Linked DNA regions of Monodelphis domestica: region 1 is linked to region 2. A link is a contact called in public Hi-C data. All regions are on one chromosome and are shown on one strand. Each heading gives the region's core, a stretch centred on a gene start, on an enhancer-like site or on the middle of the called end of the contact. The rest is flanking DNA. Distances are from core to core; before and after follow the strand shown.

Region 1 (6,841 bases), core at 2,745-5,244, 120 kb after region 2:
CAATGATTCTCAAATCTATCAATCCTGCCCTAACCGCTCTACTGACCTCCAATCTCACACCTCCAGCTACCTTTCAGATAATCTTGAATATGTTCCTTCTATTGTTAGGGTGCCAATGCTCAGCACCCCAGGTCCATTTAATCATTTAATATTAGGAAGCTTTTACAAAGGGATATTTACCTCAAAGTAAAAACAAAGTACAAACATTTTCTAATAGAAGTGGGGGAGGGAATAGGCATTCATATAATGGTTACTGCATACCAGATACTGTGCTAAGCATTATACAAAAGTCTCATTTGATCCTGTAAGAACCCTATGAAGCAAATGCTATTATCCCCACTTTACAGTTAAGAAAAATGAGACAGAGGTTAAGTGACTTGCCCAGGGTCATACTTCTAGTGCCTGAGGCCAGATTTTAATTCAAATCTTCCTAACTCTAGTATTCTATCTACCATGCCACTTAAATGCTAAGATAGGAAGAATGGAGTCTGCTCAATTTTGCTCAGTTTCTACACAGCATTGATCATATTAAATTCAAGTCCAAAGGTAGTGGAAAGAAGGCATCATCATCCCAGCTTCAACTGGGCAGGGAACTACAAGGTCCTTTTGAAACATGCTTCTTGTTCCTCAGGATGCATTGATGCTAAGTTGGTTGCAATATCCAGCTTGGGCTCCAATTCCTAAATTTGTATGAGTTATTCCCCCAGACTTTCAAAACTCTTAACACCAGAGATTCTACTTCCTTCACTGAATGCCTTGGGTGAAAGAGTCACCATGATACCCAAGAAGTGAAAAGGCAAAATGATTGTGATGGGACTTCCTGAAGATGTTGATAGTTGTAAATATGATTTTGATAGTTGTAAATATGTAGTAGATGGGGGGGGGGGAGAAGCTCTTCAAGTACGGAGTCAACCAGAACTAGTTATGGGAATGTGGGCACCTTTTCCACAGTCTCTCCAAGGCTCATGTTCTTCTCCCTTGCTATTCATTAGAATTCTCTCAGAAGCAGGCTCCCCAGGTTCTTTGGGTGGAGATTCTGAACATGCATTAGGAACCCCTTTTCAATATTTACTATAGTCATTTCCTTCACATTTTATAGTTTTATATTTCAATATTGGTTCTCCATGCTCTCTTTCTTTCCCCTTCTCCATAGCACTAATATCCTGTTTTTTTCCATTTAGAATAGCTGTTCTTTCTACTTTCCTCTCAACTTTCCCTTGATACCAAGTATCTGGATGCCTGTGAGCCAAAATGAATTCCATTTTTAAACTATTAAGATACCACATTCATTTAAATGACCTGAAAATAATGTTCATTTTTATGAGAAAAAAGGTCTGACCATCCCTGCCAGATCTTTTTGTACACCTTCAGATCCCCTCTGCCGCCATCCACAATGCAGGAGCCATTGTACCTTTCCAGATTTCTCTTCTATTATTTCCTTCAACAAACTCCAATCAAAATGTGTTCTTAACATGTCTTTCTTATCTCTATGCCTTTTAGGGGCTATTGCTTATGCTTTACAAGGTTCTTCTATGTCCATTTTATCTTCTGACTTCCTAAATCCCACTGAAATTCTTCCTTCATGAAGCCTTCCCTGATTCTCTCCCCCAATCCCACCCCATCAGTTACCATAACAGCCTGGGACAGGAAGGGGTAATGCTTACACAATACACAGTTTGGTACCTCTAAAACATTTATCTAGTAATATTACTTCTTGAGGAAAGGGGTCATAGAGGTAATCTAATTTAATCCACAAGGCAGCTAGGTAGTGCAGTAGAGAATATGCTAAAGTCTGAAGTTAGGAAGACTTCACTTTGTAAATTCAAATCCAATCTCAGACACTAGTCATGTGCCCCTGGACAAGTCATTTAACCTTATTTGCCTCAGCTTCTTCATCTGTAAAGTGAGCTAGAGTTAAAAATGGCAAACCTCTCCAGTATATTTTCTTTGGCAAGAAAACCCAAAATGGGGTTCCAAAGGGTCTGATATGACTGAAATGACTGAACAACAATCTAATTCACTCATTTTTACAATTGAGAAAAGAACTGTATTTCCTATTGTCAATGCATCCTTAGCTCTAGCAATGACTTTTGCACATAGTAGGTCATTATAATAAAAGCTTGATAAAAACTGTTTTTGTATCTTAATTGTCAAACACCAAGAAGACAAGGCTCATGTTTTATCTGACTTTGTATTTCCCAGGTACTGGCATAGATCTCTGTACCTAGTTAAGTGCATAAATATTGAATTTCTGGGTGTATATAGTAGGTGCTCAAGCTTTTTTTTTTGTAATTAGAAAATGTGAAGGTGTAAAACCTCTGGTTCATTTAACAAAAGGTTATATATATGAGAGACACTTTGAGAAGACACAGTGGATAGTCAGCTACTAGAAGTCACCTGGGTTCAAATCTTTCATTTAACACACATTGGCTATGTGACCCTTTGCAAGTATTTAAATTGGAGAGACATTGGTATAGGGAATTTCCTCACTTTGGAATTCCCCAAATTGAAATTGTTCAGTCCCTATCCCTATTATTATAACAAAAACTGTATTGCTTCTTTGTGGTACTCTTCCTTAGATTTAAGGGAAATCGGCCCATCAAACCATATGAGGATACTTTCAGTAAAGAACTATAATATTTAAAAGCTTTACAAACGAATCTCAGGTTTAAATTTTCTATACTTGGAATAAATTACCTAGAATTAAAGAGTACCCAATATTGATACAATTACACAAATTTGCTGCATCACACATGTGATACTGTATCTACCTTCAGTTACAGTTTACAAGTTTGTGGTATATAAAAAAGGGAACAGCCGGCCTCCTCCTTCAAGATTCTCTCGCTTCACATCCCTTGCAAGCCTCTCATTAACTTGTACATGACTTTAATCAATGCTGAAGCACACCAAAAGAACTGTGCTTCCAGACTGAGCCATAGCTTTGGGGAGGGAAACTAATTCAGGAAAATAATACCTCCCAGATTAACAAAAGATCTCTTGTACTTAAAATGGGGTGTGTGGGGAGGGGGGGTCCTTCTAATTTTTAAAAATAAGAATCAAATTCCCATAAAAATCATTAAAAAAAATCTAAACACTATTTGGAGGAGTTTAACAGAGAATTTGTATTTCAAGAGTCTAAGGGAGAAAAGAAAAAGGAAGTCTGTGAAACAGAAAACATGACACACATGGAAAAACAAACGACCTCATATTGAACAAACAAAATGCATCACCTTCAACACACCATGCCAGCTAAGATTAAGACTTGGCCTATCTTCTGACATAGCAATTTCCTTTCAGGGTTGACTTGGGCTGAACCCTCCAATGGCCTTTTCTGAGTGGGCTGGCTCACTGGTTTAGTCATGGAGTCAGAGGACTTATAGCTGGAAGAGATCTGAAAAGGGTCCTCTAGGGCAACCTTTGGATTTAGCAAATGAAGAAATTAAGACCCAAAGGATAAGGGGCGTCCCCAAGGTCACACAGGTAGGGCTACAGCGACAAGAGGCATCATTAGTCACCTGGTCCAAGAAGGCCCTAGGAATCTGGGAAACCTGGGGTATAAAGATAAGGTGGGGTCCAACTGCCCCAAGGTCTCCCAGGCTGAGAGTGGCTGGGGAACTGAAACCCAGGGCTTCCCTTCCAACATCTCATCCCCTTTCCACTAAGTACCTAAGAGAGGGGGATGAATTATTTTAAATAAAGAGGCTGGATTGTAGAGCTGTTTATCCCTAGGAACCAGGGTCTGCTTGGAAGGCACCAAGAAGCCTCAGTTTCCTCTTCTGGAAAATGGGCAGGTATGGGGAGCCTCCCCCTCCCCCCTCTGGAGAAGGGCTGAGGGAGGTTTCAAGACTAGGGCTTCGGGAGAGCCGAGAGGGTGGCCTGTCTAAAGAGGCTCGGCCCGAGCGGGAGGAGAAAGGCAAGGCAAGGCAAGGCAAGGCAAGGCAAGGCAAGGCAAGGCAAGGCAAGGCAAGGCAAGGCGGGGCGGGGCGGAGCCGAGCCGGGGTGAAGGGGTTAGAGAACAGGCGGGCGAGGAGAGGCCTGGGACCAGCCGAGCGGGCTCTGCCCCAGCCCGGGGGAGGGAAGGGTTGGGCGGGGCGGGGCCGCCGCGCTGGGGGTAGGGCAGGCTCGGAGGTGACGGTTGAAAGAACGTTGGAACTGGGGGAAGGGAGGAGGGGGAGGGGAACGCGCTCAGGAAGGGGCGGGAAACCCGCGAGAGCTCGATCCCGAGCAACGCCCGGAGGAGCCGGCGCGCGAGCTATCGAGCGCGCGGGCGGGCGGGCTGAGCCTAGGGCTGAGCGGACTCTAGGAGGGGAAAGAGCAGGAGGAGCCAGGTCGGCCCGCCCCTCCTCGCTTCGCCCCGCCCCCTCCAGACGGAGGAGGTGCCTGAGGCAGCTCACCACCGGGTTCCTCCGCGAATTGTTGGGGCGGGGATGGGGAGGACTTCTAGGTAAAACCAGTCTCCCCCGTGGCTTTTCTTTCCCCCTACGGTCTTCCCACCTAGAGGAATTGGGGAAATGGGTGTGGGAGGAGGGAGTTCCCTGGGTAAGTAGTAGGGAAAGAATCCGCTCCGGGTTTTCCCGCCCACTTTAAACTCTAAATTCTCCTCGAACGTACTCGGACTCTTCCGCCACCTCCGCCGGGACTTGTTCCGCTTCCCCCATGCCTCACTTCCTTTGAGAGAAAGATGTGGCGGGGAGGACCACTACAGCCCCATCCTCCCAAGTACGGTCTATTCTTCCGCACCCCCGCACCTGGGGACAAACCCCGGTGTCCATGCTCGGGAGCGCACCTCTCTCCTCTCTCAGTGCGGACTGGAGGGACTACTTGACGCGCAGCACGCCGCGTGCGTGCGCTCGGGAGAGTGAGCTCAGAGACCTTCCTGGAAACTCCCGCCTCCTGAAGTCGGGGGAGCGGGGCCGGGAAGGGCGGTTCGGCTCAGCTTCCCCTGCCCCTGCGCGGCAGATCACCCCCCCCTCCCCGCCTAGCCTTCCCGCCCCCGCCTCGCTCCACGCTCTCTGCGAGCGGGAACAACAGGCTCCTACTGCTGCCCCCTGCTGGTAGACTCGGCGCGCCCCGCCCTGGGAGCCTGGCTCGCCCCGCTGCCGCCGTGCGAGGGTCCTCGTGCGCCTCCGCGGCGACGCTGCGTGGCTCCCGCCTCAGGGGAGGAGGGCTAGGCGCCGAACCGTGGGTTTTTAACGTTTGGGAGCAACCCCTGAAGTTACCGATTTCCTGTAAGAAAACCCCAAAAGTTGCGTCAGAGGAGCCCCGCGGGGCCAACGTGCTACCCGGCGGGGGTGGGGTGTCACGCTCTCAGGCCGTGGCTAAGCCCCTCCCCGCCTCACTTAGTACGGTGACCTTCCCCTCGCTCTAAACAACAGGAAGTGGGGCTGGGGGACGTTCGGCCGATGCTACCCTTTCCCGGGGAGGGAAGCGCCCGCGCGGACACTGGGTCGTCTGGGTCGGGCCGGTGCGCTCGGCGCCTCCCGGGCCCACGTGGTCCCAAGGCTTCCAAGAACTTTTCTGGAAGAGTTGTGCCTGCACCCCCACGGGCGCCGCAGGCCAGGGCTCTGGAGGGCGGGCGGGGAAGAACCGTGTTACAACATCGAGCCACGTTTTCTCGATTTCGGAACGCTTGAGATCCAGGCTGGAACCTCGTGTGCCAAATGTTCCGGGCAGCCAGGGCTCTGGCTGCCAGATCACCAATTTCTCCGAATGAGGGGTGTTCGAACAAATTGCTGCCAGGCCTCATAAACAGGCACTAACAGCTCTACCCTAATTAGACCTTATTATGTTCCTCATTTGATCCAGTGCAGGATGAAATCCCCAAGCCGGGTGTCACTAGTTATCTTTTCTCTGGAACAGAACACAAGGGCGTTTTATGCGAAATCTGCCTGTTTGCCATGCTTGTCTGCCCCCTCTTCTTAGCTCTATCCAGTTTAGTTTCCGTTTCTTCCTAAACACAAGCAGATATAGGCCATTTCCCCATACTGTTTTAGGGGAAAAAACGAAATTCATCAATGCTGTACCAAAAATCATTTCTACACAGGGATAACTTATCTGAAGAAAAAAGGTTTTGACCAAGAAAGTTGAGTTTTATTTAGCTTAAGGTACTGAGGGTTTCAGTATGGTTTGCTGAACATAGTTAAGTCGGCCTAATTACTTTCTTTGTTCGGAGCCACATTGCATTTATTTAATGTTATATTGTTTAACATTTGAAATTAACCAGATGAGCCAAACTCTTTTCAGGTGTAGACCATAACCTCTGATAAATTTTGTCCATTTTTGTGCCATCTCGATATTTTAACTGAGGAAAACCTAGAAGTAGTTTCTTTGTTCACCTTTTTTTTTTAAACCACACCCAGCGATTTGAATGCACAGTTGTAGATATAGATTGAGAGCACAAACGATTTGATTCTATCAGTAAATATAACTAGAATTAAAGGAGCCAAATTCAGATGGCTGTCAAAAAAGGAATTGTTCAATAGGGAGAAAACAAAAGGTGGTTATGCTTCATCTCATCCATGAACCGTTTCTCATTTACCTAACCTTTACTCTTTCCACTTAAGTAACTGTTTTACTCTGTTCCTCATTTGCTCCACAGTTAGAATCATGAACACACAAATCATTCTTAAGTTTCCTTAATGTCTTTATTAGCCTTTCTGAATCCTGTTTCCTCATCTTTAAAATCAGAATAAGGTGACGTGTGCTGAAGATGTCAAATTGAATCATGTGAATTTGTAATAATTATATATGGTGACTGTCTACCTTGAAATCCCTATTTTTAAAATTAAGTTTTATAAAAATCTAGAATTTTGTATTACTTTTTTGGGGTAATACAGATTAC
Region 2 (6,712 bases), core at 2,586-5,085:
TCACCCCCTACACATTATTTTCAGTCTATCAAGGAAGGACATGACATGTAGGTACTATACAAAATAGAATATAAAAAATATCAAAGTACTAATTCAGAGAGGAGAAGAAAAGCAAAGACCAAAGATCAGTTCTGGGGATGGAGGTAAGAAGGGTAGAAAGAGAGAAGAGATCAGGGAAAAGCTCCATCAAGGAGCTGAGGGTATCTGAACTGGGCTTTGGAAGTTGGAGGATAAATAGGCAAAACTAAAGTCTTTTTCTGCCCTAAGAATGGATATTAGCTCTGCCCTATCAGCTCCATAGGGGAAAGACTTCCCCTCTCAAGGAGGTCAAGCCTGCCACCAATACTCTCTTAAATCAGTCATTTGAACTTCAATTCAAACAAAAGAAAGTATTAAGAAGACTCAATATATAAAGAATTAGGGCTGGTTTCCTTAAAAAGAGGATTCATTAGAACTAAATTTCAGAATCTCCCCAGTTAGAAAGCTCCCACCTCCTTCAAGTCCCTTTCCCTCCTTCTCCTTATTTTCCCTGGAAAGACCCAATGTTCAAAACATTATTATTATATAAACTATTAAAGGCCCAGATAAGTAATTTCAATTCTGCAAAGCTCAAGGGCTCAAAATTACTAGAGACAAATGCATCCTCAGAACTCTCAAAGAAATCATGTATACCAATGAGAAAGTCACATACCCCAAACAAACAGCAAACCCATTGTAGAGAGAAACCCAGCTCCTGTTCTGACAACACAGAATCTATTTCAGGCTGCATAAACCATAACAAGCAAAATAAATCCAAGGTACAAGCAAAAAGCTGCTGCCTCCTCTTTTGTTTCGGGCACAATGCAACAAGGGCAGCCTGTCTGGGGCTCTGCTCCTGCTGATACAGGATTTGATGCTGAACCTCCTCAAGGTCACAGCCAATTTCAGTTCTGGAATAAAAGGCAGATAGTGGCAGTGATGGTTTGGGTTATCACTGGCAGAAAAGCAGAGTGTAAAAGTTTATGAGCTCATCAGGATTGTTGTACCATTACATCAGAGGCAATTATAAATGGCCAAGAGCAGGAGATGGGGAGCCAATCAGATCACAGATAGGATGTCAACCTAAGACCAACTGTCTCCTGGCTTTGACAGAAGGATTTTACCTCCATAATTCAAATCCCAAACCAAAGCAATCTGCACTCACTACTCCAATCACTCAGCTGTTTACCAGCGCTTCCAGGGAGAAGCCCAGGCCACTGGGCCAGCAGAGACCAAGAAAGGATGATGGCCGGGGCTACCTGGACACGCTGCAGCCTCACTCTAGCAGACCAAACGAGGCCCTTTCCCTCCCTCCAAGGACCTGGGGGGAAAGGGGGCCCCCCTGGGCCCAAGATCAATAGGGGGAAGGGGCTGCCTCGAGCTGACCCCCACTCGGAGGGTGGTGAAAAGGGGAGCTCCCCTGGAGGCTCCACAGAGACTACTAGGGGCTACACCCCAAACCCCAACAGAAGCACACGATGCCCCCCTGACCCTGGGCCAGGCCCGTCCCCTTCTCTCTCCCCCAAGCCCTCCCAAAAGCCCGCATCTCTAGCCCCAAAGGCAGGGGCGGCAGAGGGTGGGAGAAAGCCCCCGAGACGGCTCTCTGGGAAGCCCTACACAAAGGCTGAGGAGCCCAGGCGAGGAAGGCAGCAAGGCAGCCATTTTAGGAGAGAAGAGTGAGACAATGGCAGCTCCCCAGCCGGGTGGGCCTGGGCGGGCCGGGGGCCCCGGCGCTCCCTCTGCCCCCCGCCCCGGCTGGTGGCTCCCTCGTCCCCCACCCCGGCTGCCTCCCCCTCGGAGCGCTCCCTTTACCTGCGGGGTCCGGGTGAGCGGCTGCCCGGCGCCGCCGCTGCTGCTCCCGGGGCTCATGGGCGCGTGGTGACTCCTTTGTTGGCCGGCTCCCGAGGCGGCCGACCCCCAGGCCTGGCCGCTGCCCGCATATTGCGAGGCTAAGTCCGCGGGGCCCTTGGTGGCGCCCCCGTCCTGGGGCCCGCCCCCGCCGTAGTCGCTGCCGGGGTAGCCCGGATAGCCCCGGGCCGAGCTGGGCGACGTGAGCAGCTGGTTGAGGGTGGGGGTGGCTGTGGGCTGCGGAGTGCCCCCGCCGGTAGCCGCGGGGCCTCCTCCGCCCATGGCCCCGAAGCGCTGCGGAGGGAAAGACGCGGCGGCGGCGGCGGCGGCAGCTGCGGCCGAGGCCGAAGCGCTGGACGCGGGGGGCGGCTTGGAGCCGGCGGCGGCCGAGGCCGGGCCCGGGGCGCCGCCTCTCGGGGAGCCCAGCGCGTAGGCCTGGGGAGGCGGCGGGTAGGCGCTGCGGTTGGGGTAGTAGGAGTTGTACTGGTGGTTGGGAAAGCCGTGGTCTCCGTGCGAGTTCTGAGGGGGCCCCGCGTAGGGCTCCAGGCCGCCACCGCCGCCTCCGCCGCCGCTCTGCAGCGCTGCCAGGCCAGGGCTTTGTTGTCCGCCATGTTGGTGGAAGACAGCGGCGGCCACGGCGGCGGCGGCGGCCACGGCCGACGGGCTCCGGCCGTACGGCTGCCCGAAGCCGTAGGCAGGGGGCGGCAGGGCGGCCGCAGTGGCGGCCGAGTGAGGAGGCGGCGGCGGCGGCGCCCCCACCCCGTCGCTGCTGCTGCTGCCGCCGCCGCCGCCGCCGCCACCGCCGCCGGGCGGCTCCGAGAGGTTATTGTTCAGGGCGGGCCTGGGCCCTGCGTTCCCGTTGGAGTTCTTGAGGTCCGGCTCCGCGCCGGCTCCGCCGCCGCCGCCCCCGTTGCTCTCGGCCCCGTCCTGGAGCTCCTTGCCGAGCGACGGCGGCGGCCCCCCAGCGGGGCCCTCGCTTTCCGGGCCGCCGGCCGCTGCCTTCATCTCCCCGCGTTGCTGCTCCGCCGCCGCCGCCGCCTCGCCCCCCGCCTCCTCTCGCTGCTGCTGCTGCTCCGCTTTCTTCAGCTCCGAGGGCGGCGGCGGCGGGTTGCCCAGGCTGCTGGCGGTGGCGGGGGCGACCTGCGCGGCCATGATCCCCGCTGTCTCCTCCGCCGCCGAGCGCCCCGACCCGGGCCTGTCTCCTCCTGCTGCTCCCCCCCACCCCGGGGCCGAGTCCCCCGGGCTCCCCTCCCCACCCGCCGGGCGGGCCTCGGCTGCTGGCGCGGCTCGGGCTCTCACTCGGGCTCTCGCTCGCTCAGCTCCTCTCTCTCCCCCCCGCCCCGCCGGCTCAGGCTCCGGGCTGGCGGCGGCGGCGGCGGAGGAGGAGGAGGAGGAGGCGGCGGCGGCCGAGGGGGCGCCGGCGGCTCAGCTGCTCCTGGCTCTGGGGGCTCGGTGCCCGGGTCCCCCGGCTCATTCCCCCAAGCCCTGGCCTGGGAATGAGGGGGGCGGTGGAGGCTCCGCTCCCCAGGGCCTGGCCCCGCTGTGACTCTCCGCTTTCTGCTGCCGGAGAAAGGAGGAGGGAGGGGGAGGGGGATCGGGGAGAGGGGAGGGAGGGAGGGAGCAGGGGGGGAGGGGGACCCGGGACAGGCGGGAGGCGGCAGCAGCGGCGGCGGCAGCCGGGGCGCCGTGCGGGCAGCGGACTAGGGAGGGGTGGGCCGGGCCGCTGCCCCTGCCTCCGGGGCGGCTGCTCGGGGCCGGGGCTGCTGCGGGGCGGGCGGACGGCCGGACTGAGCGGCTGGAGCTCCCCCACTCTCCTCCGAGTCCCCCTCACTCCGACACGAGGCTCAGCACTGCCATTTTACCCAGCGCCGCCGCGGCCTCCTGGCAAACTCGGAGTGGAGTACAGGCCTAGGAACGAACTCTCCTCCGGGCCCCTCACAAAGGAGGAGGGAGGCGAGAGGCGGCAGCAGTAGCAGCGGCGGCACCAGGCCCCGGGCCCCTTCCCCGCACTCAGCAGCGCCGCCACCGACGGCGCCGGGGAAAACCCGGAACGGAGCTGTTCCTCCTCCGGAGCCCGCCCCGCCTCCTTCTTCTCTCCTCTTCACGTCTCCTCCTCCCCTCCCCTCCCCGGCCGCACCGAGGGGAGCAGGCAGCGTGAACTTTACCCGCCGAGGCCAAACTGGCCCGGGCCCCCCGGCTTTCCTGACTGCAGTTAGTCCGCGGCTCCCGGGCCCCCGGGACCGACTCCGAGCAGCCGCCTGGCCCCTCCGGAGCACTTTTCTTTTTCCTTTCCCTTCACAAACCCGAAAGAAAGCCCCAGCTTAGTGAGCCGTGCCGGGAGTTTCCCCCTTTGGAGGAGAGAGATCATTGTTCAGCTGGCAGATACTTTCCATTTTGCCGATTTCCCTAGCTCTTTAGCCTTCCGACAAGGCCCCGGGGGCATGGGGGCCAGATTATCCCCATTTTACGGAATTGAAAGGCCAGAGGGGAATGGATCCCCCCCAGGTCACTCAAAGTCAGGGCTGGGAAGACCGCATTAATAAAAAAATAAAATACTGGGCCCCAGGGCTGGGGCTCCAGGGCCAGGCTTGCTTAGCCTTTAGGTAAAAAAAATGTCTGTCAATTTATGGACAAACAGAACAATAGGATCAAAATGAGTTTCGGATCAAAGCGAAAGGCCTGATACTGACCTAAAATGGTTAGCACCAGGACAGCTTTGGTGGCCACTAGGGACTCTAGGGGTAATAAGGACCTGGAGCCTCATTCCTGCCTCTCTAGACAATTGTGTCCCCAATTCCCCCCTCTCAAAAGGCAAGGACTATGCGACTAAAAATGTTGGACCAGCAGTTTCTATGCTAGAAAGGACCTGAGAGTTGTAAACCTTCATCTAGGATAAAGGGGAACAGGAACCTTTTTCTGCAAACTTGGAAGAATTGTACTGAGCAACCTAGAACCCACCTGATCCAATGCAATCAGTATTTCAGGCTGCCAGGACAATGAATGCTGCTAGACTTGAACCTCCAATTCCACATTGCAAAGACTTTCAATTGCACAATGAAAAAGAATTGAGAACCCCAAACCTGGCATTCCCTGGCCCAACTAACAAATCTAGAGTGAACCAGCCACAGAGAAATATACTTTGATTCTGCTCTTATACTTGATCCTCTATGTGTGAAACTGGCCCATCTAACCCAGAGCAGCTTCTCTGTCTTGGAATGTTCTTTGAAGGAGGCCTCATTGTTTTGCTCTGTCCTGACAGGCTATGAAAACCAGAGAGGATTCCAGCACACCAACAGCACTGGAATCTGCCTTTTGAGAGACCTTGTCTAGTGTCACCAGACACCCTAGGCCCCTCTTCCATACCCAGGTTTTATAAAAGAAGAAGCTCACGGACTACAGGGTTTTATAGGCTCCTAGAAGAATTCATCAGCAGAGCTCATTTTTAAAAGATTCTTTGTTAGACTTTCTGCTCCTCATGATATAAACACTGTTGCTTTGCAATTACATCTTTATCAGGTCAAATTTAGGGAACAAAAAGTGATTCCAACCTAGAAATGAGACTTGTAAAATTGTATGCTTCCTGGGGTCAGGGCATATGTCTTAGGGAGGCAGCATTGAACACTGGAAAAACACTAACTCTGGAGTCACTGGACCTGAGTTCAGATGTAAACTCTGATTATTCACATGCTTTGTGACCCTAGGTACATCACAACTTGCTCAGGCTTTGGATTCCTGATCTATAAAATGAAGGGGTTAGACTCTGACCTCTGAGGTTCCTCCTAGTTTTACACCTATGATCCTTATCCCACTGAACATCCCTACCAGGGTCTAGTATTCTCCTATATTGGCAAGAGAGCTGTATATAGGTTAGCCAACATTGAGCCTGTCTTTGGGAAAGGGAAGGAATCTGGGAGAGCTCTAAATCTCATATTTGTACTTTCCAACAAAAAAGCACTGAAAACTTTAGTTGGACACTAAAACCAACTGATGTGGCACCTGTCTAAATAATGGAGGCCTTGATGTCCTTCAACAGAAAAAGGCTTCTTCTCCACTCCCACCTTCTCTTTTTGCTATCAACTCTCCAACTACATTATGACATATCTGAAGCACCTAGGCCACCTGAAACCCTAGCAGGGTAATCTCTACCATTTCAGAGATAGTTCTAGAGCTAAAAAAAAAAATGGGGGGGGAGGAGTGACATTTAAGAGCTAAAGTATCCCTTTACTTTTTATTTGTCCCAACTTCTGCTGGTCCCCAGGGATCTTGGCCAATTAATTCCCTGGTGACTACAGTGAATTATAAAAATCAAAACAGTCTAGACTATCCTTCACAAAGGAGATTAGAAGAATTCTAATACTCTGATGAATCTAAGAGTGACAAATGAGGCTTAAGCCCTCGGTTCAAAGAAACCTCTGGCATTTATTATATTTTTATTTACTTTTTTAAAAATCCTAAGCAACCAAATGGCCTCCAAAACAGATTTGGAAAACTGACTGGAGTGGGCCAGTGCCCTCATTTCACTTGGAGTCCTCAGGGGCTACAAATCTCTTGATGCATGAGGTCCTAGAAACCAAATTACAGGCTGCCTCATAAAGGGAGCTTGGCTATTTAATCAAGTGCCTCAAAGCTGGCAAACAGTCCAGAGTCCTGCACACAAATGAGGAATTTTTACATGCAATTACCCTGCTGTTTTCTTTACAGAGAGCTGTGGTATAAGGAGAAATCTGGAACTGAATGAGAATCTGGAACCCAGAAAGGATTTTCTTCCAAATTAGGCCCTCCCCATTTGCCTAGTGGCTGTGAAATACAGCACTAGCTCCAACATACTTCTTTCCACATCGATCCT

Evidence for each region. Hi-C and Micro-C count contacts between places; a contact is called where the count stands out from the background.
Region 1: a contact with region 2 is called in a Hi-C map of limb, with 4 times the contacts expected there. The contact joins the enhancer-like site here to the promoter of ARID1A in region 2. A contact is called at or near these places in 2 of 2 Hi-C or Micro-C datasets (limb and spleen and liver).

Annotation. Positions count from the first base shown.
Region 1 is chr4:379,612,722-379,619,562 of mMonDom1.pri, forward strand. All of the region lies in intron 1 of LOC103101468 (a long non-coding RNA gene), which reads right to left. Among named protein-coding and RNA genes, the nearest start is that of ARID1A, 120 kb to the left of the region's middle. Within about 2 kb of position 3,995, at least 2 of the 2 cell types and tissues checked have open chromatin away from gene starts, as enhancers often do. A contact at or near this core is called in limb, where this site is marked.
Region 2 is chr4:379,495,899-379,502,610 of mMonDom1.pri, forward strand. ARID1A (AT-rich interaction domain 1A) reads right to left here and starts at 3,836. Exons shown (of 20, transcript XM_007491373.3): 1 at 1,831-3,836. The coding sequence starts at 3,018.